2 separate regions of the Mus musculus genome follow, and region 1 is linked to region 2. Evidence: chromatin contacts called from public HiCAR-type data. All regions are on one chromosome and are shown on one strand. Each heading gives the region's core, a stretch centred on a gene start, on an enhancer-like site or on the middle of the called end of the contact. The rest is flanking DNA. Distances are from core to core; before and after follow the strand shown.

Region 1 (4,476 bases), core at 1,439-3,938, 490 kb before region 2:
TCAAATAACATGAATGGACAACACAATTTTTAGGATCATCAGTGTGGCTGGCAACTCATCTCAGAGAGTAAAGGTGTTTGTTACCTACCGAGCCTGGAAACCTGAAGTTTGACGCCAGGACCCACAGAGAAAGGAGAAAACCAGCTCTCCGATGCTGTCCATTGACCTCCACACGTGTGCCATGGCAACACACACAGCCGCAGGAAATAACAAACAAGCAGACGAATAAATAAACAAAATGTTCACTAAGTATCTTTAAAAGAAAGAAAATCCATTGGTGTTAACACATGTTTTTTATTTTAATTATATTTTTATTTAACCCAATTCACTTAAAATATTGTTAGTTCATGTAGTCGATACAAAAATTAGTGAAGTATTTTACATTATTTCCTACATTCTACGTCTTTTTGTTTGTTTTTTTGTTTTATTTGCTACTATTTGTTTTGTTTTATTTTGTTTTGTTTTGTTTTGTTTTGTTTTGTTTTGTTTTGTTGAGGCAGGATTTCTCTGTGTAGCCCTGGCTGTCCTAAAACTTGCTCTAAAGACCAGGTTGGCCTCTGCCTCTGCCTCCCAAGTTCTGGATTTAAAGGCATGCGCCATCACCACCAGGGTTCCAAGTCTTAGAGTATATTTTATCTTGTTGATTTAATTTGAAAGTATATTTTATCTTATTGATTTAGTTTGAGACAGGGTCACAAGTATCTCAGGCTAATGGAATATAATCAACACTGCCCCTAACTTCTGCATTAGCATATTACCTGCAAAGACAAGAAATAAATATCATTTAAAGTGAAGGAAAACCAGTATTTTAAAATTCTAGAAATAGAAACTCAACAACAAATTAAGCTATCCCTACCCTCCTTTAAAAAAAAAATGCCAGCACATTACACATGGTGGCAAGCTGCTTTGAACAAACTGGGAATAAACAGTAGGCCAGGGAGTCCCAGAAAATCCAAGCCAAGAGCCTGGAGGCCAATGATGTCCGGGGACGCTGCCAAATGGGGCAAAGTTGAAATTCCTGTGAGTGCTGAGAGTGGAATGTGACACCTCAGCCTACTGAGGCTTGGGCTTCTCTCTCTCTCTCTCTCTCTCTCTCTCTCTCTCTCTCTCTCCCTCCCTCCCTCCCTCCCTCCCTCCCTCCCTCCTTCTCCCCCTGCGCTTCGCCCTCCCCCACCTCTGATGGTGGTCTTGTGGAAGTTTGAGTACAAAATCCTACCTGCCCGAAGAAGCCCTCTCCAGCACACAGCGTGCAGCCTAAAGTGGAGAACTGAAGGCCTGGGAAGGGACAGCACCCCATATAAGGACATGCGCAGGAAGTCAAAAAGTGGGGAGAGAGGCTGAGAGCCTGAGGCTGTGCGGCTTCCCAAGGATCCAGGGCTGCCCTTTCAATGCTATCCATCCTGCTGCTTGGATGCCTTACTTAGCATGCCTGATGGGTCTTTCCTGTTTATCTTTCTCCTAACATCCGACCTTCGTCATTAAATAAGACCTTTGCTGCTAAATTAGTGTGCACTCATAAAATGTGTCATGTTAAATTTATGAGCTTCTAAAAAGCCAAGTTGCCAAATATATATATATATATATATATATATATATATATATGTATGTATGTATGTGTATGTATGTATGTATGTATGTATGTATATATATATATATATATGTATATATATATATATATATATATATATATAGTGTTTAAACACTCCCCAGGGCCAGTGAGATCGGTCAGCAGTCAAAGGCACCTGCTGCCAGGCGCAATGACCTGACTTTCATCCCCGGCAGCCACATAATGGAAGAACGGATCCGAACTAAATTCTCCTCTGGCTTCCACATACACACTGTAGAACCTACACACACACACACACACACACACACACACACACACACACACACAAGCACTCATGCGCGCACAAAATAAAATGTTTTGTGAAAACTGTAATGTGTTCCCTGAAAACTTCACATGACAAGAGACAAAATGTCAGCCCAATACTCAGGGCGCGTGTGAGGAGAGGTGGGGTAGATTGAGTGGTCTGTAATCTATACTCCAGCTCTGTATAATCTACTTGACGATAGGCGGGCTCAAAGGCGCACTCTGTTTTCTCGGCTTCTGTTAGCGGGTGGCTATCCAAGGCACGGTTAGAAAGCGGAGGAGAAAAAGAACGTAGTTCCAGCAGTGATCACGACATTTTGTAGGTTGAAAAGCAGCCTCTGCCAACCCGGGAAGCAGTTCCCCAAGGTAGGTGAAAGGGCTTCCATAGTTCGCCCAACCTTCGCCTGAGGCTCTTGAATCTTTCACCTCAGCATTTTAAGATGTGGGCGAACGTCAAGTCATACTCAAGCCTCTTGAGAAACAACAGATACCTACAGAAGGTTGGATTGCAGATCATGGATCGTCCAGAAACGAAGGAACACATAAAAAGACGGGACCTCCTATGCCTGCTTGCCCAAGCTGCCTGAGATTTCCATTCTAAAGCAGGAATCCTCCGGGTGGGGCCTGCTCCCTGACAACTAATGACGTCAAATACTCTGGGAACACCGATTGGCTCAATTACTTGGCGCGCTCCAGGAGAGCGAGAGCAGCTCCTCGAGACTGGCTGGCAGCGACTGACCGGCTCCTCCTTAGTGCAGTAAGCGTCCTTGGTGGCCCAGTGGTTGCTAAGCAACGGGAAACATTTTCTCCTGGGACTAGACTTCTGTTCCCAGACCAGGTATTGCTGGGCCTCTGGAGACCCTTCGGGAACGCTGCTGTTGAACCGCTTGGTGAGTCCATTGGAACTGAACTTTGGGCAGAGTCAGACACTCAGCAACCCCTCCCCAGGGATAGAAAGTCTCAGAAAAGATGGATTCAGTGATAGCTTCCTATCCCGGGGGACAGGAAAGCGAGGACTAGAGATGCTAGGCTTGCCCAAGACTACATACTGACTGTTCAAATCTAGACCTGTCCTGTTCATTAGACGCCAGGTATAAATTTACCCGGAAAGATAAGACATAGCCCTGCCTCACACAGCACCGTTATGCGTTGAAATGATAGTTTAAATATTAAGTAGAGCACATCATTAAAGTCAAGACCTTTCGTTTCTCATAGGCTTACTTGAGACGTTAAAATTGCATAAAAGACTTTTGATTTCTATTGGCACTGAGCCAGATTAAAATGTAGGCATGTCCACACCTGATTCAAGATGTTTTGTTTGTTCATTCGTTTGTTCTCTCTCTCTCTCTTTCTCTCTCTCTCTCTCTCTCTCTCTCTCTCTCTCTCTGTGTGTGTGTGTGTGTGTGTGTGTGTGTGTGTATACACCTGTGTGTGCACCTTTGCATATGAATATGGGAGGCTAGAGATTGATACTGGACTGTCTTCTTCAATTGCTTCTCCACCCTGTTTTGAAAAAACAGAGATCTCTCACCGAATCTGAAGTTTGGATAGCTTGGCTTGAAGTCCCTGAGCAGCTGCCAGCCCCTCCTTCCTGCCCCAGCCTACAGCCACCACCATAAATGCCCCCACAGAAACACTCCCCCAAGCAGCTCAACCAAAGCCACTTGTGGCCTGGAAGGCCTTCCCATCCCAAACCATGGACCCAAAGTAGGGAAAGGGGGTTGAAAAGAAAAAAAGCCACCAATCCATGGCTGGCTAGGATTCACCTGTGTGCCTCTACTCCCCTGTGCTTTGGTTACATGCAACACTTCCATGCCTTGCTTTTTACATGGGTGCTAGGGATCCGAACTCAGGTCCTTATGCTTGGTGTCTGTTTGCTGTGTATGTGTGTGTGTGTGTGTGTGTGTGTGTGTGTGTGTGTGTGTACTTGACACAAGCTAGAGTTATTTGGGAAGGACTCCCAACTGAGAAAACACCTTTGTGAAATTGGCCTAAACACTTGTCCGTCCAACATTTTCTTGGTTGATGATTGACGTGGGAAGGTGCAGTCTACCACAGGCTGTGCCACCTTTGAGTAGGTGATCATGGGTTGTATAAGAAAGCAAGCTGAGCAAGCCATGAAGAGCAAGCCACGAAGCAGTGTTCCTCAATGGCCTTTGCTTCAATTTCTGCCTTCGGTCCCTGCCCTGACTTCCCTTCAAGATGGACTACAAGCTGTAACATGAGGCAAACCCTTTCCTCCCCAAGTTGCATGTGGTCAGTGTTTTATCACAGCCATAGAAACACCAAGACACTCGTCTAACAAACAGTTTACAGATGGAGCCATCTCCCCAGACCTCTTACCTGCATCTATAAAACCAAATTCCTGGGGAAACGTTATGTGTACTGGATCTGACAAATGTAGTGCTCAACATCCTTCTCTTTATCCTTCCAAATCCAAGCAGGTGCAGGCCCAGACCAGGGCTTCTTCAAGCCAGGCAAACATCTCAGCTGTTATCCCTCTAGTCCCAGCACTCTGTGGGGAAGAACTCTGACTGGTTTTCTTTGTGGGGGGGGGGGGAATCATGTGAATTCAGTTCTCCCTGGTCCTTAATGCTCCCTCCGCT
Region 2 (4,465 bases), core at 547-3,046:
TGTCTCTGTCTCTGTTTGTGTGTGTGTCTGTCTCCCCCCTCAGGACCTAGGCTTAGGCTTATTTCTTAGGCTTGGCTGACTCCTGTCTCTGCCTGTCAAGGCCTGAGATTACCAACACACGGCCACAGCCACACCTGGCCTTTTTTTTTTTTTTTTTTAAGATTTTTTTTTTTTAATGTTATATGAGTTCACTGTTGCTGTCTTCAGACACACCAGAAGAGGGCATCAGATCCCGTTACAGGTGGTTGTGAACCACCATTTGGCTGTTGGGACTTGAACTCAGGATCTCTCCAGCCCCACACCTGGCATTTTCAAGAGGGTTCTAGGGCTTGAACCCGGGTCCTCGTGTTGGTACAGCAAGCACTTTACCAACTGAGCTATCTCTCCCGCAGTATTCTGGTGTGTGCATGTGATGAAGTTGGTTATGCAACTTGGGCAAGCTGGGTAAAGGACGCCTGGGACTTTATGTGTTTCTTTTACATTTCCTATGTCTATGCAATCACTTCAAATTACAAAGACAAAACACAAAACAGCATTACACTGTCTGATAACAGTGCCGAACCTATAAAAACACGGCTGTGTGTCTGTTTTGTGCAGAAGGATGGGAGGTGGCTTCACCTGATGCCATAACAATTCTATTTTTTACGAACAGAAACCACCCTGGACTTGAAGCAGATACATCTAAATATTAGCACTGGTGAATTTTGATGATTCGATTTATCAGTGCCTTGCTATAAATATTTCTCTGCCCTCATAAATCTGTTTGGATCATTCTTTTATTTTGAAAATAAACTGAATACAAACAAAAGCAACAATGGCGTTCAGGTATTTTCACATTATCTTAGAGTGTTCACAAAATTGATCTGAACACTTAATCTTTCCTTGATGAAACCGCTGCTTGTCCACTCCCAGACATCAGCCTCCCCCCAATGAGTCCCCGATGCTGGGTTGCAGAGGCTAAGAATGCCATGCATCTTTTTTATTGTGACACACTAATTTCATCTTAATTGCTCATTATAGTATTGCATTATAAGGAGGCACTATTTTTAATTACCTTTGGGGAGGCTGTTTCTAAAGCTGTCTGCTCTCTGGGGCTAGAGCCATCCGTTCCCAAGGAGTCACCTGACTGTGAACTTTCAATATTGGCCTGAATAGACTTCTCTGCTTCTCAGAGTGGAGTCTGTCCTTCCCCCGGAGCGGTGAAAAGAATTCCAGGTGGGTGGTTCTCCCCTTCCTGGTCTTATTTAAAAATATGTGTCATCTCAGGGATTACACACACACACACACACACACACACACACACACACACACACATCAGTATTCCAAATGAGAGACACAAGAATAGGCCGTCTCCCAAATCTTCATTTAAATATTGGCCATGCCCTCTGAAGATCTTTTTTTTTTTTTTTTTTTCTTTTTTGGTGACATGTTAAACAGTCTCAGGTCAGCTGCAGTCCTTAAAGGTCACCGTGGGTGTAAGGAATGCTGCTAACAAATGTACAAGACCAACTCGCCAAGGCATCCTTCAGCATAGCCCTCGTCTCACAACACACTAAAGAGCAATGTCTTCTGGCTTGTCTGTTGGATGTAAATTTCTGCAGCTTCTCCACGGATTGCTCTAGGCCTTTGGTTGCCATTGTGGGGGTAGGGGCACTTCTCTGCAGTTGGCGGCCGGGGTGGGGGTGTCATTGAAAACCCACAGAGACGTCTTCACACTGGTCTTTGTGGTAGGGTGGCCTCCCTTCCCGTGGGCAAAGCCCAGGCTGGAGCCCTCCCGGCTGCCCAGTGGCTTTTGTGTGCCTGCAGCTTTCAGCTCCTGTCCATCAGACTGAATGGGCCCATTCAGGGGCATTCATGCGCCTCCGAGACCCTGGCTGCCGGGACACAATCAGCTGAGAGGGCTCTGTGGGCTCCGCCGAATGTGACTGTTCAGCCTGCTTCCAGGAACCCCCCGATTGTTCCGAGGAGCCTGTGGTACAGGAGGGAGCCCACAAGAGTAACATCAGTCAGTCATTTGGGGTTCATTCATGCTGTGCCTTGCCCTCCACCCCCCAAAAGGAGGGATAGCTGCAATGAGCAAGCCCAGGCCGACCTTCACCTTTTATCTTCCTATACACCCACTGTTGTTCTGTGAAGAGGAGAAACCTTTTTATAGGCCTGCATACCAGAAGCACTTAATAAGTGCTTGTTGAATGAATGAACTGAGCGCCTGCTGCTTCCGTTTGGCCCTAGGGAGCACTGATGTGTACTGTGTACATACTGGCTTTTCAAGAGTCCCCCCTTCAACTCTGCTCTTTTGGGGTGTGGCAAGCCCGTGGAAGAGAAGGGGATCACCTTGTGTGTTAAGGAGAGAAGAATTTGAGGTCTAGAGACAGAGGACACGATCGAGGTAGAACGTGGCCAGAGTGTAGCCCTTTGGTAGGAAGGTGTTTGCAGGGGTGTTCTGGCGCCTTCTTAGGGACCCCAGACCTCTGCAGAGGGGGTGCTGTACTCAGCGGATGACTTAGTGCACGTGCCTCAGAGGCCTCACACTTAGCTGGCTTCTGTGTCATTTGCTAGCCAACATCCTTAAAAACCTCTGGCCCTTGTTCCAGCCTGCATCTCTGCTATGGGCCAGGCATCATAGAGCCATGCTGAGGACAAAGACATTTTTGAAACGCACAGGCCAAAATGTCAAAGAAACAGTGGGAAACTGTGAGGATGGCAGCCACAGCAGCCTTAGGAATTAATTGCAAGGCAGTTCTCTCCCTATAGTCCAAGGCTGACTTGGTAGCCTAGGTTGCCCTCGAATTCACAGCTATCCTCGTAGAACTAACGTTGCAAACATGAGTCGCCACACCCACTTTGGTGGTGGATGCCTTAAACATGATTTCTAAGACCTTATTTTTTTTTTTTATTTTAAAGCTTGTGTCTGTGAGGGGGTGTGTGCACGTGTGTGCAGGTGCCATCAGAGGTGCCAGATTCTTCCTGGTATTGGAGTCACAGCCCAGTTGTGAGCTTCTAGATGCATGTGCTAGGAACCAAACTCGGATTCTCTGGATGACCAAGCCCGCCCTTTAAGAAATTTTTCAGAGCCCCTCGAGGTTGGGAAGACAGCTCAGTGGTGTACTGCTTGCTGTACAAATAAGGACCTGCGTTTGGAGCATCAGGACCTATGTAAAGCACATGCACATGTGCGAGCCTAACTTTCCAGTGTGGGAAGTGGAGCTAGGAGAATACCTGTAAACCGGGCATATTCGGCAGGGAAGATAAAACAAGGGTAGAAGGTGAGCTCCCACATCTGAGATTGTCCTCTGACCTCACACGCACACAGCTGCATATGTGCCAGAACTCACAACTCACATGCACATGAAAACACACACACACACACACACACACACACACACACACCCCACACACACACACAAGAGTCGATAAGAGCCTTACAATTTAGATAAAGAAACATACAGTTGTATAGTATAGCATGGAACACTTTCCAAACTGACAACAGCTGGAGTGTGTGTGTGGGGGGGCAGTATCACATTCAGGACAAGTAGATCAGAAAACTCCCTCCCCACCCCACCCTCATCCCCTACGGCCATGTACTCTGGGAGGAGGTCATGGGCTCAGGAAAGCTGGCATTCTTTCCCAAAAGACGTGTTCAGTGGCGAATGGAACGGAGTGAGTTTGCATGACATGGCAGTGTTTTCAAACCCTCCGGACGCTGTAAAACATGGATGGATGCTGCTGGACCTCGCACCCTGGTCCTGTGCTGGCTTCCAGCCACTGAGCCCACCCGGCTTCTGCTTCCTCAGCTGTGGGATGGATGGGAAGAAGCCCTGGCACTATTCGTCAGCACCGTGTACCCACTTAGCTCATGTAGAAGTTGGTTTCTTCACTGGGGTCAGAGGTGGGGGGGCTTTTCTCTGGGAGGGGATACAAATTTGAGTGCAGGCTCTATCAAAGGCACTTTTGCAGCATGGAACACGGTTTTCTGGTTTTATTTTCACCATGTTTTGACGTTGTTTCATCACTGCCCAGAACTATCTGTGCTGCGTATGATCAGGGTGCCCCAGCTGTGCGTCCCTGTATCCAATTACTGGTGCAGCCACAGCTGGCGGGGGGAGACAGTGGTCTCTGGAGCTTCAGGTTCTTTCTAACCTCAGCCTAGAAAAGATGCCTCATCTTGCAAGTGATAATAGCATTTTCTACCTTCCTCATTCCTGAGTTCTCACATTGGAAAGTCAGAATGAATCCCTCAGCCCCTCTGTGCTCAGTCTTCTATCTGCAAGTGCAGGTTGAATGGTAGGATTTATACAAAGCAGGGAGAGCCCTGGCAGACCCAGTGATTGTCGAGCTATCGTTTCTTATTTCTTCACTCAGATGAATCGTATCCCTACCCCAGAACAGTCAGAGGTTGCTATGGTAGCGGTGACCCCAGTCGTTGATGACTGACTGAAATGTTCCTAGTTCCTCTGTCCTTTAT

The links. HiCAR-type assays count read pairs that join an accessible place to other places.
Region 1: a contact with region 2 is called in a HiCAR-type map of astrocytes, with 2.1 times the contacts expected there. The contact joins the promoter of Dnah6 here to the enhancer-like site in region 2. A contact is called at or near these places in 1 of 484 Hi-C or Micro-C datasets (cortical neurons) and 2 of 115 datasets of contacts at active chromatin or transcription factors (astrocytes and embryonic stem cells).

The regions. Positions count from the first base shown.
Region 1 is chr6:73,219,843-73,224,318 of GRCm38.p6, reverse strand. Dnah6 (dynein, axonemal, heavy chain 6) reads left to right here and starts at 2,688. Exons shown (of 77, transcript NM_001164669.1): 1 at 2,688-2,760. Gm40377 (a long non-coding RNA gene) reads right to left here and starts at 1,522. Exons shown (of 3, transcript XR_869180.3): 1 at 1,217-1,522; 2 at 89-166.
Region 2 is chr6:72,727,997-72,732,461 of GRCm38.p6, reverse strand. The region is part of intron 3 of Tcf7l1 (transcription factor 7 like 1 (T cell specific, HMG box)); the gene reads left to right. Among named protein-coding and RNA genes, the nearest start is that of Gm31249, 9.6 kb to the left of the region's middle. Within about 2 kb of position 1,796, at least 59 of the 459 cell types and tissues checked have an H3K27ac peak or open chromatin away from gene starts, as enhancers often do. A contact at or near this core is called in astrocytes and cortical neurons, where this site is marked.